Regions from separate parts of the Ovis aries genome. Here regions 2 and 3 are each linked to region 1. The links are chromatin contacts, called in public Hi-C maps. All regions are on one chromosome and are shown on one strand. Each heading gives the region's core, a stretch centred on a gene start, on an enhancer-like site or on the middle of the called end of the contact. The rest is flanking DNA. Distances are from core to core; before and after follow the strand shown.

Region 1 (2,700 bases), core at 21-2,520:
TGGTCTCTGGAAACCCCCACAGTAAACTCATCAGTTCAGTTCAGTCGCTCAGTCACGCCCAACTCTTTGTGACCCCATGAATCACAGCATGCCAGGCCTCCCTGTCTATCACCAACTCCTGGAGTTTACCCAAACTCATGTCCATTGAGTCAGTGATGCCATCCAGCCATCTCATCCTCTGTCATCCCCTTTTCCTCCTGCCCCCAATCCCTCCTAGCATCAGAATCTTTGCCAATGAGTCAACTCTTCACATGAGGTGGCCAAAGTACTGGAGTTGCAGCTTTAGCATCATTCCTTCCAATGAACACCCAGGACTGATCTCCTTTAGGATGCACTGGTTGGATCTCCTTGCAGTCCAAGGGACTCTCAAGAGTCTTCTCCAACACCGCAGTTCAAAAGCATCAATTCTTGAGTGTGTGCAAAAGGCAGACAGCATCCCAGTATTTCTAGGAAAATGACCTGGCACCTTGGCGGTCCCTGAGCTCCCACTGAGAACTGCTGCCTTGTCCACGAGACTCCCCTACACAAGGCGCAGGGAGGGGACTCCTGCCTCTGCTATGGTCTCACCCTCCCTTCTCTGCACCTCCGTCTGCGAAAGAGACCATGCTGGAATGCCTGGCCTGGGCCTCCAATTCCCCCAAACTGCCAGTCTACCGTCTGTACACCCTGCATTCAGCAGTCTGTTTTGGGTGAGGCCCTCCCTCAGTAACAGCTGTAGGGCACTGACGCTTCTCACTCCTGAAACTTATCTACGCAACAACCAGCATCTGTATAGGGCGGAAATTCTCCTGCAGATAAACAAGGCTGGGCTTTCTTAAGAGCCACCCCATTCGAACGTCTGATTCTGGGGCTCCTCGAACGCCAGGGAACACTCCGTATCAAGTAACTGGGTCCTCCGCCCTGCCCCCTAATGTGGCCCCAAGCCTGTCCTCCAAGGGGCTCCGGGAGGCCGCGGTCGCCAGGCGACCCTGGCTCGCGCCCCCAGGCCAGGGCGCCAAGGATGTAGGGCAGACCGAGGCCCCGCCGCTCCGCTACCCCTCTCCGAGCCCCGCCTCCCGGCCCGGTGCTCCGGGTCCCGGTCCCGGCCCCACCGATGGCGCGGACGCGCGTTTACCGTCTGCGGGACGCCGCCCCCGACAGGATGTCGGCTGCCGACTGGCCAGGCCAGAACTCTTCGCCAGAGGCCGAGGCCGACGGCCAGGATGCCGCCCAAAGGAGCAGAAAGACGACGGCAAGCGCCGCCATGGCCCCGGGCGGCCACGCACTTCCTGTAGCCGCGCCCCACCCCGGAAGCGCAGCGCGTCCTCTCGGAGAGCGTCTCCCGTAGCCACGGCAACGCCACGGGGCCCATCTAGCGCATGCGTCGTGCGTGATCCCGAGTCCCAGAGCCGCGGGGGCTGGGGCGGGGCCAGGAGGCAGGACTAATAGGCGGGAGGGCGGGGCCGACCCCTGGGCGGGGCCGCGCTGAGGTCCTCCCGGCAGTTCTTGCGGGGCGGAGACTGGGGCGAGGTCGGAGGCGGGGCCGTGAAGGGGGCGGGGCCTCGCGGGCCTACTTGGCTCTGCTGCCTCCAGGGGCCCCGGGCGCGAAACCCGTCAGCGTGCCTTCTGCGGGAGGGCTAGCCATAGGCAAGCCCCAGGCCTGTACGGCTGTCCAGGCGGGGTACCTGACCCACAAATCCGGCAGGCCCTCTGCGAGCCTTGAATTCGCGTTGCTGGGCAGTTTCCCAGATGACAGGATCTCTCCCAAGATGGGAGGTGCGGCAGGAGGCGCGTGGGGCGGGGGTGCCAGATGCTGGGCTGGGTGCTATCTCACTGGAGAACGACAGTTCGAGGGAGCAGAGCGGCCAGCGGGCCTCGGACATTTGGAGTATGGTGTGGGATGGTGTGTATGGTGCTCTGGGGTCTCCTCAGGAACCTTCATTCCAGACCAAGAGGTCCTGCTGTTCCGCCCTCTACTGAGCCCGCTTCCTTCACCAGCACCAAGGCCCCTGCCTCAGGAGTGCCCACTGTCCTCTTCCCGCACTGGGCACTGTCTCTATTAGAGGTACTGTGCTCCCACTGCAGCCACCCTGCCTGCCAGGACTTCTCTGTGCTGGGGGCACTGCTGGGCTCTCTGCAGACCAGAGCTGGCTTCCACACCTGCTCCCTCGCTGCAGAGCTGGCCCCAAGGCCTTTAAGGCCCCCTGGCATAGGAAAGACCACCACACCACGGGGTCTCTGGAATGTCTACAAGTCTCCAGTGTGAAACCCCCTAGCCCCTGGACCCAGGGACCCAACTCTCCAGGGATCCAAACGAAAGCTTCATTCCCACCTTGGACAAAGCACCTTCTGGCTGAAGACACCCACTTCCAGACTTGCAGGTTCTTTCTGTTAGTTGGCCTGCATGCAACCCACCTGGAAAGGGAGGGCCTTTCCCTCATCCCTGGGTGCACAGAGCCCTGCAGGGTGGGGTTCCCTGCTTGGCCGTCCTGGCCAGGAGCCCTCAGCGCTGCAGCCATGTTGAGTCACACGTGGCCAAGAACAGCTGGCCCCTCTCTTCCATTGCTGCCCAGGAGTGCACCACCCACACTGCTGGCCATTTAGGTCACCTTGGGAGAGCAGCAGGTATTTTTATGGGAAATATTATTTGCTCTTTTGAAAAGATTTGAATGCAAATGGACAAAGTTGCTCTGGACTCAAACTGAAGCCAAAGCAGGTTTT
Region 2 (2,700 bases), core at 55-2,554, 120 kb after region 1:
TGTAGGTGTATGCACAATCACACGTGTATATACAAGTACGTGCGTACATGTGTGTGCATGTGTTCATGTGCGTGCATGTAGGAGCGTGTGGGTGCATGTGCTTGTGTATATGTGTTTGCGTGCTAAACCAGGGTTTTCCAGATGGAGCATTTGTAGGACCAGGTCTGCTGACCTCCTGGATGCCACATGACCATTTGTGGCCCTGAGTGGGGATAGCTGAGCTTGTTGTTTTGATGTTTCTTCTCATCTGTCTCCATCTCACTGAACCTTTCACATCAGAATGCCCTCCTAGCCCGTCCCTCTCCTTCCTGTGTGTGCCCAATGTGCTCAGATATACCAGGCCTGGAGCCCCCTCCTGCCCATGCCTTCTGGGCATGGACCCCAGAAGGCAGGTGTGAGGCCCCTCACTCATGGCAGCCCCAAGACTCTTTGCTCCCCAGAGTGAACTGCCTTGTCTGCCCAGACCCCAGACTCCCACTGTGCCCATGCCTCTGGGACACTGCTTGGTAAGAGCCCTGCCTTCTCTGGGAAGGCCCCTCCTTGCCCTGTGCCCACCCAGCATGACCTCACCTGCTTGCCTGCATGTCAGAACCGAGCCAGACATGTCTGGGTGGAGCTGCTCACGTATTGCACCAGCCCTTAACTGGACGGTGAGGTCTGAGTGGCCTGAGTCCCACTAGAATCTGTATTCTGACCTCCATCTGCAGACACATGGGCCCTGGCTTGTCTGTGCCCAGCTCGTGGCTCGGGGCTGGGTGCCGTGGGGCTGATGGGGAGGCAGAGTGGGTGCGGCCTCCAAGCGCAGGCTGGCACCTGGATGGTGAGCTCATGGCTGAGCAATGAGGTGCAGTGACTCAAGGCCCCCAGGCCTCCAGGGCCCCAGCCTCTCCATGGAGAAGGCTGCTTCCTGGCATCGTCCTGGGAGGCAGAGGATTCCAGGTTTCCTGGGTCAGAGCCAGGGTGGGTAGATGTGCCCACGCCACCTCCCCCATGCAGCCTTCCTGACTGCCTCCCTCTGGTCTCCCCAGGAGCCTCAAGGGTGCCTCTCAGTGCGCTGTGCCCTCAGGGCTTCAGGAGCCTGTGGGTGAGTGAGGCCAGGGCTGTGAATGTGCTGTGTGACGGGGTGGCCACCTAGACAAGGGCTAAGCGGACTGGGGAAGGTGGGCCGCCCCCTGTCCTACCACGTGCAGGCGCTGATCCCTGGCCAGGCCGGGCCCGGGACTTAGATCAGGAGATTCCAGGACGTGGTGTCATATGTTCTGTCCTCTGTAGGCTGGAGAACACGGTCCTTAACTTTTTCATCATTTTAACTTTTATTAACTTTCACTCATTCACAGCATAAAACTAATCCTTTCACGGTGAACAACTCAGGACGTTTAGTACATTCACTCCGTTGCACAACCACTGGCCGTGCAGCTGGAGAGCATTCTCCTTGTGGAAACCCCACCCCGACCCAGCGCCTGGCCCCAGTGTGTCTGCTCCTTGCGTCAGGACTCCCTGCTCTGGACGTTTTACGTGGGTGGAGCCTAGTGTGTGTCCTTCTGTGTCTGGCTTCTCTCACTGAGAACTATGCTTTCCATGCTCATCTGTGTTGTCATGGGTCACTGCTTTGTGGGGTTTCTTTTATGGCTAATAACACTTCGGTGCAGGTCCTTTCACATTTACAACATCATCTTGTGTAACTGAGCCATCTCTGGACTCGGGATTCCAGACTCAGGACTGTGCTTTTCCCAAGTTCAGTCTGGGAACCTCCTCTTGTGAGTCCCTTAGGAACGTGTGTGAACACCACACCAGGCCTCCTGAGAATCGGTGAGGGTGGAGGGTCCCTGTTCTCTTCTCACCACCATCGGGCTTACATAAGTGTGGGTGGGTGGCAGGACAGTCGCTGCTCCGGGCAGGGTAGAAGGAAAGGTTAGGAGGGGCTCCCCAGCGCACGGGGCAGCCTGGGTGAGAGCCTCTCCTCTCCCTGTGGAGAGATCCTTTCCCACAGGATCCCCCATCCATTCATTCATCCTTTAGCTATGCGCACCATGGCGAGCCCCAAGTGCTGCAGCAGCATCTGGGAGCCTTTGTTCCGGGTCCCCTATGTTCCCCCTGACCCCCGCGGCCCCTGGAGCGGCTGGAGGCATCATCCTGCTTCAAGCTTGGAGCAGATGAGCAGATCCCACATCTGTGGTGAAGCATCTGAGAGCAGGGAGGGGAGGGGTGTGGAGCCCAGTGTGCCTTGGGCCGAGGTCACTCAAGCTGTTCCATCACTGTCTACGGCGGGGTCCTTCTTGCAGCCAGATATGCTGTGGGTGTCCATCACCCACATCTCTGCCTCTCCGTCACTTATATCCCTGCTTCCCCATCACCCGCGTCTTTGCTTCCCTGTCACCCACATCTCCACTTCCCCATCACCCGCATCTCTGCCACCCCGTTACCAGCATCTCGAAGATGCTCCCTCAGCATCCTTCATGAGCTATGTGACGGCCACTATGTGACCTCGACTGCCCCCCCCAACCTCCCCGGAGCCCATCAACACATGCACCCACCTGGCTGCCCCGACCCCAGCCGATTGCAGCCTGGTCCCGAGGAAGGGCTGCTGCTGCCCTGCCTGAGGCTTCTACACTAGTGCGGGGCCAGCAGTGTGGTGACCATGAGGTGGGGGTGTGGGGGCTGCATCCCTACTGGTACCAGGACCCTCTGTGTGTGGGGGGG
Region 3 (2,815 bases), core at 144-2,643, 130 kb before region 1:
TGGCACACGTTCTGGGGGCATCTGAGCCCGTCACAGCAGAGAGGTGTGGCGGAGCCTGAGGACCTGCAGCTGTGGCTGTGCAGAGGGAGGGTCCCGGGGGCTGGGGATGGGGGTCTGCACAGCTTGGCCGCCCCGTGGTCAGATGCACCGTCCGCCTCGGTCTTGGCACTGCCCCTCCGAGACCCGCCGTTCTCCCCGCAGACGTGGGCCGGTAGGTCTGCACTGGAGAAGCAGGTATCCTTTGGATATCAGTTTGTTTTTCAGAAAGAAAATACGGGCACTCCATTGTCAGGTCTCATAGGTATATCAGCAAGTTCCACCGTCCCACTGGTCGGGAGGAAGTGATCTGGAGAGTTGTTTCCCGGGCTCCGCTCCAGACACAGGGCTGGCTGTCGGCGCTGACCCAGGTGGGAAGGGGTGGGGGTATGCCGAGCCTGTAACTCCGGGTCTGTCTGGACTCACACGCGTGTACACAGGCCTGCGCAGGTGGCGTCTGCTCTCTCGGAAGATGGGTCCGGACAGGACTCTGCCCGAGGCCTCATTCCTTGGCGTGTGGGTTGGTGCTTGTTTGCGCTGGCCTGTTGGCGAGTGGAGAGCTGATGGTGTGTGTCTTGTGTGCCCCTGCCTGTTGTGGCAGGGGGTGAAGGTGGGAGTTATCATGGGGTATCTGCTTTAAAAACCAAGAACACATTAGAAGTAAGTGAAACATATCTAGGAGTTGTTCAGTCACTCAGTCGTGTCTGACTCTTTGTGATCCCATGGACTGTAGCCCGCCAGGCTCCCCTGTTCGTGGGATTCTCCAGGCAAGAATACTGGAGTGGGTTGCCATTTTCTTCTCCAGGGGTTCTTCCTGATCCAAGGATTGAACCTGCGTCTCCTGCATTGGCAGGCAGATTCTTTACCACTGAGACACCAGGGAAGGCTCCATATTCAAGAGAGGACTGGTTATTTTGGGGGCTGTGCTGTGTAGCCTGCAGATCAGTTCCCTGGGAGAGGACTTTTCATGAGCAGCATGTTATGGAGTTGGCTTCCCTGGTGGCTCAGAGGTTAAAGCGTCTGCCTGCAATGCAGGAGACCCAGGTTTGATCCTTGGGTGGGGAAGATCCCCTAGAGGAGGAAATGTGCAACCCACTCCAGTATTCTTGCCTGGGAAACCCCATGGATGGAGGAGCCTGGTGGGCTACAGTCCACAGGGTCGCAAAGAGTCGGACACAACTGAGCGACTTCACTTTTTCACTTTGACTTCTGCAGTGGTGGAAAGGCTTTATTGTTGGGTTAAAGTTAACATGAAGCACGGGAACCGTCTGTTACAGGGGGAAGGCTTTCCGGTCGGCATGGAGAGCTGGACAAGGGCCTGAAGGAAGCTCGCCGAGCGGGCGCCACGCTCGGATCATCTCAGCTCCACCCGCTCCACAGGGCCCAGGCGGCACAGGAACACGTGGAATTCACAGTAAGAGTGGAACCTGTAAACCTCTGCTAACTTTTGACTCATAAAAAATGCCTCTGGCCCCACGTAAACTCATTAGTTAAGCCTTTTGGCTGGCTGTTTAAAATGCATTTTGTTAGCAGCTTCCTACAGACCGTCTGTTCCTGTCCCCACAGCCTCTCAGCTGGTGCTCTGCTGCCCCCCAGTGGCCGCCGCGGGTGGCCAAGGGCTGGGCACTACTGGGGACTTGCTGTAGAGCCCTTACCGCAGATTACTTTCTTTGAGGTAATTAAAAGAACGTTTCTTCGGTACTTATTGTTGGTGACTATTACATGATTCAGCGTCTGCTTCTGAGGGAAGCTGAGACGACCCAGTCAAAATCCCGGTAGTTAGTATGATGTAAGGTTAGTTTGTGGCCTGCAGAGTGACTGAGTCAGGAAGGTCAAGCACTGAACTTCCACGGAGGTTTTTTTCTTGGGGAAGAAGTATTATAGGAAGTGGCTGCCAGAAGCTGCTGGGTGCAGAAAGAGGGCGTTCTGCGTTTGTCCACTCCCTCGCTGGGGGCTGAGGCGTGTCAGCCAGGACACAGCCCCCTCTGGGCCGTGGCGGGCGTGGAGCCATCCATGGGGTTGGTTAGGGCCGGGAGATGTGCCATGCCTGACCACAAGGCCCGGGAATTGTACCTGGAGGGCCCCACCTGTCGTTTCTGTGTTTGTGGACATCAGGAACATCAGGTCCCTGGTTTCCAAGGAAACCTTTAAAAGAGGTTTTGTCTAATCTTCAATTGGTGCTTTCTATTTTTTTTTTTTTTTCTTTTCTACATAGCCAGCAAGTGTATGGAGAGGGCAAAACCATGCTTACTTTTACCACTGCTTGTGCCAGTAGGATGGAGTTGTGTTTTTAACCACAACTCATCTTTTAGCTCAATTAGTGATCTTAAATCAGTTTCTCTGTAGCCGGAGTTGGTTGGGAGATGGTAGAAAGCCCAGAGTGAGACCGTGCTTTAGCACTGCAAGTGAGCTGGGGTTTATGGCCACCTACATCCAGGGTGCCGTGTGGGCTTCCCTGGTGGCTCAGACGGTAAAGCGGCTGCCTGCAATGCAGGAGCCCTGGGTTCGATTCCTGGGTCGGGAAGATCCCCTCCTGGAGAAGGAAATGGCAATCTACTGCAGCACTTTTGCCTGGAAAATCCCATGGATGGAGAGCCTGATAGGCTACAGTCCATGGGGTCGCAAAGAGTCGGACATGACTGAGCGACCTCACTTCCACTTTCACATCCAGGGTGCTGTAGATGTAACGTTCTTGTTGTTTAGTTGCCCAGTCGTGTCTGACTCTTTATGACCCCATGGACTGTGGGTCACCAGGGTCCTCTGTCCATGAGACTTCCCA

The links. Hi-C and Micro-C count contacts between places; a contact is called where the count stands out from the background.
Region 2: a Hi-C map of tail adipose tissue shows a contact between it and region 1, with 8 times the contacts expected there. The contact joins the enhancer-like site here to the promoter of POFUT2 in region 1. A contact is called at or near these places in 9 of 16 Hi-C or Micro-C datasets (hypothalamus, liver, mesenteric adipose tissue and 5 more).
Region 3: a contact with region 1 is called in a Hi-C map of tail adipose tissue, with 4 times the contacts expected there. The contact joins the enhancer-like site here to the promoter of POFUT2 in region 1. A contact is called at or near these places in 2 of 16 Hi-C or Micro-C datasets (skin fibroblasts and tail adipose tissue).

Annotation. Positions count from the first base shown.
Region 1 is chr1:265,825,079-265,827,778 of ARS-UI_Ramb_v3.0, forward strand. POFUT2 (protein O-fucosyltransferase 2) reads right to left here and starts at 1,271. Exons shown (of 8, transcript XM_060406273.1): 1 at 1,115-1,271. The coding sequence starts at 1,245.
Region 2 is chr1:265,949,342-265,952,041 of ARS-UI_Ramb_v3.0, forward strand. All of the region lies in intron 3 of COL18A1 (collagen type XVIII alpha 1 chain), which reads left to right. Among named protein-coding and RNA genes, the nearest start is that of COL18A1, 21 kb to the left of the region's middle. Within about 2 kb of position 1,305, at least 14 of the 54 cell types and tissues checked have an H3K27ac peak or open chromatin away from gene starts, as enhancers often do. A contact at or near this core is called in tail adipose tissue, where this site is marked.
Region 3 is chr1:265,697,073-265,699,887 of ARS-UI_Ramb_v3.0, forward strand. It overlaps ADARB1 (adenosine deaminase RNA specific B1), which reads left to right. Exons shown (of 12, transcript XM_042237811.2): 4 at 1,314-1,450. Among named protein-coding and RNA genes, the nearest start is that of ADARB1, 45 kb to the left of the region's middle. Within about 2 kb of position 1,394, at least 10 of the 54 cell types and tissues checked have an H3K27ac peak or open chromatin away from gene starts, as enhancers often do.